2 separate regions of the Cricetulus griseus genome follow, and region 1 is linked to region 2. A link is a contact called in public Hi-C data. All regions are on one chromosome and are shown on one strand. Each heading gives the region's core, a stretch centred on a gene start, on an enhancer-like site or on the middle of the called end of the contact. The rest is flanking DNA. Distances are from core to core; before and after follow the strand shown. Region 1 has its middle 24 kb from the start of Trnak-cuu. Region 2 has its middle 27 kb from the start of Gli2.

Evidence for each region. A called contact is a pair of places that touch in the nucleus more often than the background predicts.
Region 1: a contact with region 2 is called in a Hi-C map of the CHO-K1 cell line, with 17 times the contacts expected there. The contact joins two enhancer-like sites. A contact is called at or near these places in 8 of 8 Hi-C or Micro-C datasets (the CHK-Q cell line, the CHL-YN cell line, the CHO-K1 cell line and 3 more).

The regions. Positions count from the first base shown.
Region 1 is chr5:69,751,018-69,754,503 of CriGri-PICRH-1.0, forward strand. No RefSeq gene overlaps it. Among named protein-coding and RNA genes, the nearest start is that of Trnak-cuu, 24 kb to the left of the region's middle. Within about 2 kb of position 1,769, at least 1 of the 6 cell types and tissues checked has open chromatin away from gene starts, as enhancers often do.
Region 2 is chr5:69,429,175-69,432,889 of CriGri-PICRH-1.0, forward strand. No RefSeq gene overlaps it. Among named protein-coding and RNA genes, the nearest start is that of Gli2, 27 kb to the right of the region's middle. Within about 2 kb of position 2,382, at least 1 of the 6 cell types and tissues checked has open chromatin away from gene starts, as enhancers often do.

The sequences.
Region 1 (3,486 bases), core at 519-3,018, 320 kb after region 2:
ACAGACACAGGTACAAACAACCAGTGTCACATGGGTTCTGGGGATTTAAATTCCACTCCTCATGATTATATTTCAAGTACTCTAACCCACTGAGCCATTTCCCCAGCCTTTTGCTTTCCTTTTATAAAATAATTTTAAAAATGTTTTTGAAATTATAATTACACTAATTCTCCCCTTCTCTTTCTTCCCACCAACCCTTCCCATGTACTACACTCCTGATCTCTCAAATCCATGGCCTTTTTCTTTTTTTTTTTTGGTCTGAGGTTCTCTGGTAGATTAGCTGTCCAGGAAGGGCCAGGTATCTGCCTTTCTCTGCTTTTCCCTCTCCAGACCTGGGATTACAGGTGTGCACCACCACACTCTGCCATTTTGTGTGGCTTCTGAGGATCAAACTCCTGTCCTCAAGCTTGCATGGCCAGCATGTTACCATCCCAGCTGCTTCTCAGCCCCACCCCTCTTCTATAAGGATCACGGAGCTGAGAAAACATCTCCCAAACCCTGGCATTCAGAAATGCCCTTCCATCCAGCCCAGGTTCCTCGAGCCCTCTCTAGCCCAGTCCATTAGCTCCTGTCCTTTGCTTCTACCTGTGCCCAGCCCTGGGCAGCCAGGTGGGCTCCGTGCCTGCCTCCTACCCACTGAACCTGTCTCTGTCCCCTTAGCTGCTGCTGGAGACTCTCATACGTCTAAACCTTTCCCAGTTTCAACCTCCACACACACACACACACACACACACACACACACACACACACACACCAACGCACGCACGCACGCACGCATGCACGAACACACACACAGGTATCAGAAACTCCAGGTGATCCCATGTGGTCTCTGTTTCTGTGTCCCCTACCATTGCATTGTGACCTTACATTTACTCTCTTCCTCTTCTCTCTGCCTCCCCAGCTGGGGTCACAGAGTCAGGCTGCCACCTGGCTTTGTATGTGAGTGCCAGGCATCCAAATTCAGGTTCTTATCCTTGTTCTGCAGGCACTTTACCCACTGAGTCATCTCCCCAGCCAAGTCTGGCCTCATCCTCCAGCGGTTCAGCAGGTGAGGTGCCCACTAGGTTTGGGCAGGGTGCTCCCTTTGCCTCACCCTTTCCTGAGGTTGGTAGTTGCTGGAATGGGAGAATGTAGCCACGGGTAGGTTTCTCACTAGATGGCCTTACACCATACACACTCAGGCAGAACCAAGCATTGGGCTTAGTAGGTTATTAAAAAAGAAAAGGAGGCACACCCCTTTAATCCCAGCACTCAGAAAGCAGACAAGGTGGATCTCTGTGAGTTCGACGAGGCCAGCCTGGTCTACAGAGCAAGTTCCAGGACAGATACAAAGTTTGGAGGGGGCACGTTGGAGAGACATAATGGAGAAATGAGGGGTGGGGATGACCACATTTCAAGATGATTCTCAAAGAAAATTGTAACTAAAAAGAATGTTAAGGCATAAAGTCTCTAAGTGTGGCTTCATTAACTCTCCCACTCTTACTCCAGTCTGAAACACGAGCATGCAAGCAGGCAGGCAGTCCTCTTCCCTGGTGTTCTCACTAAACCTCCCCCTGACTCCACCCAGTCCCCATGGTGGCTCTGTGCAATAGCTCCTGTGTAATAGCTCCTGCATACAGCCCAGAAGTAGCAGGTGAGTCCTGGACTTCCCTGCAGCACCTGCAGCCACCAGCAGAGGACGCTGGAGCACAGGGCATGGGACAGCAGTCCTGCTTGGTGGACAGTCTGCTTTGCTCAGCCATGGCTGGGGCCATGCCAGAACAGTGTGGAGAGCTGGCAAGGCAAGGCTGCCCTGGTGCTGGCTGAGTACCATGCACACAGCCTGGGTCTCCTATGTGACTTGGATTCCCCTGAGAACTAAGCTGAGACAGGGATTGAACAAGAAGCAGGGAAGGCAACTAGAAGGAAAACAGAGCCAAGAAAAGGACCCTACTGAGGTTAAGATGTGGACACAAACATCCAAGAGAGGAATCGGTATAGGATGTGAAGGGCGGCGTGTTAGTTACTTTTTTCCTTGTTGGGACTTGGTGAAAGCAGCCAGGGGAGGAAGGACTAATTTGGGCTCTCAGTTCAAGGTTACAGTCCATGATGACAGGGCAGGCATGGCTGCGGGAGCTGGAGGCAGCTGCTCACATGACATCCACAGTCAGGAAGCAGAGAGAGAGAGAGATGAACACTGGTGCTCAGCTCGCTTTCTCCCTTGTGTTCAATATGGAGCCTTGGGCCATGTGGTGGTGCCATTCACAGCAAGGGCGGGTCCTCCCACCTCAGTCAACCTAACCTAGAAACTCCCTCACAGAAATGGCCAGAGGTTTGTCTCCTAAGTGACCCTAGATCCCATCAGGTTGGCAGTGTCACCACAAGTAGAAAGTGGAATTGGAAAAGAATGTCCCAGAATGTGGAGAAAGAAGTACCTCAGAACTTCTTCACTCGGCCTGAGTACAGTGTGCCGGAGCCTCAGGGTGTCCCCCTCAGGCTCCGTGTGTGTGTTGGGGGGGGGGGGCCCGTCTTGTGTCTGAGATCTCTGAGTAGGTGGAACTCCTGGTACTTTCACTCAGCAGTAAAAACTATAAAGATTAGTCCCAGCTGTGCTAAATCACAGCTCATGACCTTGTTCCTGTTTCCTCACCTGAAAAGGCGTATGTTGGGCTGGACAAGTCTATTTCCTCCTTTGTTTGTCCAGGAGACCGTACTTTAAGCAAGGGCAAAATGATCAAATGTGTCTTCATTGTGTGTGTGTGTGTGTGTGTGTGTGTGTGTGTGTGTGTGTCTGTGTGTCTGTGTGTCTGTGTGTGTGTGGTGTGTGCACATATGTGTGCATGTGTGACACCATGGGTGTCTCTGAGATGAAACTCAATTTCACCAGGCTTTGCAGCTAGCCCTTTTACCAGCTCAGCTATGTCACTGGTCATGCCTGAATTTCTTTCACTTAGGTTCTGGTCTCAAACTCAAGTCCTCATGCTTGGATGGCAAGCATGTTACCAACTAACCCATCTCCTCTGTCTTAGTTCTACTTTGGAGTGTGAACCATATTGACTATGATACCCTGAACCAACTCTCATGATCAAAACAGCTTCCCAAAAAAATTTAAAAAGCAAGTAAAAAGCAAACCCCCAAAACAGATTCCTTTAGGTCCAGGGCAGGAGACTGTGACTGCAAAATCCCAAAGTTGTAGGCGTTGATGAGAAGGTGTCACTAAGAGGAGGAGCCTGACTCCCCCAGGCCCTTATAGCAATGTGTCCCCATCCCAGGGACACAGCGAAGGCACCAGGTGCAGTTTACCCTCCTGGAGCTGTAACGTGGCAAAAACAAGCAGTTAAGAAATTTGATGACTCCCAACATTGAAGATCTCAGCTTGCACTCTGCATTCATTTCTTACTGCTCATCCCTCTGGTAAGAAGATCATACCCACAATGCCTCAGCTGACTCTCTGAGCACTGCACACAGTAGAGTCTGACAGCTGAAGGAGGGCACAATGTCCAGTGG
Region 2 (3,715 bases), core at 1,132-3,631:
TGTGCTCACAGCCCCCTGGCTTGGTCTATTCCCCTGGGAGCATTCTAGGAGACCTGAGAAAGAGAAAAGGCCCTGATGAGAGCTACAGAAATAGCTAAGCGGTGAAGGATGAGAACAAAGTGGCTTCCATTGCCTGCTGGACCTGGGAATCCTGTCCCAGCCCCTACCAGGACACACATCGCAGCCGGCCTCCATGGGTGCCTTTCCAAATCATACCACCAGGGGGCAGAATAGAACCGAGAATGGAGTTCTCCGCGGTGATCTACCATAGACGTGGGTCTGGACCCTAAACACAGAATGAAGAAAGCAAATGCAGCTGCAAGTTCCATGAAGCATTTTGGACTGAACTGCAGTCCTCTCTGTAGAAGCACCTATGAGTTCTCCACAGTATTCCAGGTGGTGCATTAGAGGTTCAGGTGTATAGTTCAGCTAATTCAGCTGGTAGACTATTTGCCTGGTGTGCAGGAAGCCCTGGATTCCATCCCACACAAATCATCTGTGGTGGCGAACACCTTTTATACTAGCACTGGGGAGGTAGAGGCAGGAGGATGGACAGTTCAAGCTTATCCTCAGCTACACAGTGACTTTCTAGGCCAGCCTGGACTACATGAAACTGTGATAGAAACCTTCTAGAGTGGGTGGTCCAGTAAGGGTGGAGACAATATTTCTAGATCCAGCAGGTAATAGGAGCTATTCTATGTCCCCATCCCTGAGGGGGAAAACGAAGACAAAGGGGAAGAGAGAGAGAAGAAGGGATGAGAGGGGAGGGGCAGAACCAAAGTGGGTGAAGGTGTTTACCCTGCAAACCAGGAACCCTGAGGGGGATTTCTGGAACCCACATAAAGGTGGAAGGAGAGAACCACCTGCTCAAAGTTGCCCTCTGACCTCCACATGAGTGGCATGCCTTGTAATTCCCCTTCTGCACAGTAATTAATTTAATTTAAATTTTAGGGGCTGGAGAAATGGCTCAGCAGTCAAGAGCACTTGTTGCTCTTGCAGAGGACCAGGGTTCAGTTCCCAGCACCTACGTGGTGGCTCACAACTGTCTTTAACTTTGGTTCCAGGGGGTCTAAATCCATCCTTTGTACTTTGTGTACACTGCAAGTGCATGACACACAGACATACAGGCTAAAACACTCATACACATAAAAAAAAACATGTTTAAACTAAAAGTAAAAGGAGGAAAAATGAAAAGAAGCCAGGCACAGCAGTGTGGAACTCAGTTCCTGTCATTCAGAAGCTGGAAGCAAAGGGGACTTCAAAATCAGTCTGAGTAACAAAGCAAGACCTTGTGTGGAAAAGCAAAAGGCAAAAAGTCACAAGTGCTGCTGAGGGTGAGGACCTGGGAGCCTGCATGTGGCTCCTGGGGACAGAAACTGGTGGACGATTGCCACAGGAGCCAGCAGGCCCCTTCTAGGTCTTTACCCCCAAAGAACTGAAACCAAGGAAAGACATTTACATACCATGTGCCAGCAGCAATATCCACACAGTCTGGAGCATCCCAGTGTTCCTGGTAGGATAAAGGAACACACGGAATGTCAGGCAGATACCATGGTGGACTATTACTTACCCATAAAAGGGAAAGAAGTTGGGGAGATAGTTTGGTAGATAATGGGCTTGTCATTCAAGTGTGAAGGACAGGATTTGAAAACCCAGGTGGGCATGGCCATCTGTAACCCCAGGGCTAGGGAGGCAGAGACAGGGAATCCCCAGAGCAAGCTGGCTAGTCAGACTAGCTAAAACACTGAACTCCAGGCTCAGTGAGAGACTCTGCCTCCATATTATGGGTCGTTTCTTCTTTAAGTAAGTAGTACATTGACTTTTAGGAATTTTATGGTGGTTAGGCTCTGTTTCCATCATCAGCTTTAGTCTCATGTAGCCCAGGCTGGCACTAAACTTCTTTCCTAGACAGAGTTTCAATAGCTCAGGCTGGCCTGGAACTCACCCTATAATCAGGGACAACTGTGAGCTCCCTCTCCCGCCTCCACCTTCTGGACACTGGGGTTGGGTAGAAGCCAACAGGTCAGGTTTACTCCATTCTGGGGACAGAACCCAGAGCCTTCTACACATAAGTCGAGCACTTTATCAATGTAGGACCGTCCAGCCCTTCTTGTTTTTTATTTTTATTTTAAAAGTAATCATCTCAATGGCGATTTGAAAGATTCCCATTGTCAATTATTACCCCGAATCACAGCTGTAAACAAAAGAACAAGGGGTCAAAGAAACCAAGTTTTAAGGTTAGGTCTACCCATTACCAGTCTTTGACAGCAGCCAGCTGGTGGAGATTGGGACTCCTCACAGCGGCCTCAGGCTGAGACATTAGCTGTGTGCACAAGAAACTGCAAGCACTGTGGGGCCCTGTTGCTCTTGCAGGAAGCAGGAGGCTGCAAGGGGATGGGGAGAACACAGGAAGAGAAGACGAAGTGTCTGGGTAGATGGGAGGAAAGCCTTGGTATTGATGCTCCCACTGTGCTGTGTTAGTGATATCCTCCAGCTGGTCTTCAGAGGGTTCCTCTGCACTCCTGGCTGTTGGCTGCCTGTGACCTGAATGGAAAAAAATAAATAAAAAGAAATAAAAGGAAAGACATGACCACTCCTAGGTATGGCAGAAGGGAAAGTTGTAGATAAAAGGGAGATCATAGCCAGAAGCAGATATATCTGGGGAGTCCAGAGTGGCCATGACCCTGAGTCACGTGAGGAGAGGGGGAGGGGGAGGAAGGGGAGAACCACAGCAGCCAAGAGGGCAAGATATAAGAAAGGCGAGTAACCAAAATGTCTGGATTATAAAGAGAAGATTTTCCAGGGGAAGGGCAGCCCAGCCCCTGGGTTGGAGAGTCGGGGTAGAGGGCAGAGTATGCCAGCCATACCCTGGAACAGGTAGGGACTGAGAGATGCTGGGAGAACCTGGTGGCCTGGTCCAGTTTGATATGTTAGATAGACACCTCAGCCGTTATCCCCAGGTTTGAGACCCAACAGCCTCTTGCTCTCTCCATTACATCACCAAAGAAGGAGGAGTCCCAAAACCTGTCAGGAATGCATCATGCCTTGGGAAGATAGAGCAGGAAGGCTGGTATGCTCAGTGCTGTCATCTAGTGGAGGGGCACCACTTAGCCTCTGTGGAACCTGAGAATCACAGAACAGGCTTTGTGCCCTTTGTGATGGTGCACACCTTTAATCCCAGCACTCTGGAGGCAGAAGCAGGCAGATCTCTATGGGTTCAAGGTTAGTTTGCTCTACTTAGTGAGTTCCAGTTCAGCCTGGGCTACACAGTGAGACCATATCTCAAAGTAAACAAATGGATTGGAAATAGATATACTGGATGCTTACAAATGGGACAAATTTGTCTGGGCCCAGCACAGTATCTACTCTTAAAAACATGATCCTATTATTATTATTATTATTATTATTATTACTATTAATTGTGTGTGTGTGTGTGTGTGTGTGTGTGTGTGTGTGTGTGTGTGTGTGTGTAATGAGTGTGTGAGAGAGTGTGCCATGGTGCACCTGTGGAGGTCAGAGGACAAATTTGTGTGAGTTGGTTTTCTTCCACCTATAGTTCTGGACATGGAACTCAGGTCACAAAACCTGGGCTGAAAGTTCCTTCATTTGCTAAGTCATGTCTCCAGCTTCTCTCTTTCTTTGTCTAGTGTGTGTGTGTGTGTGTGTGTGTGTGTGTGTGTGTGTGTGTACTTGTAGGTGCAGGTACCCACAGAGG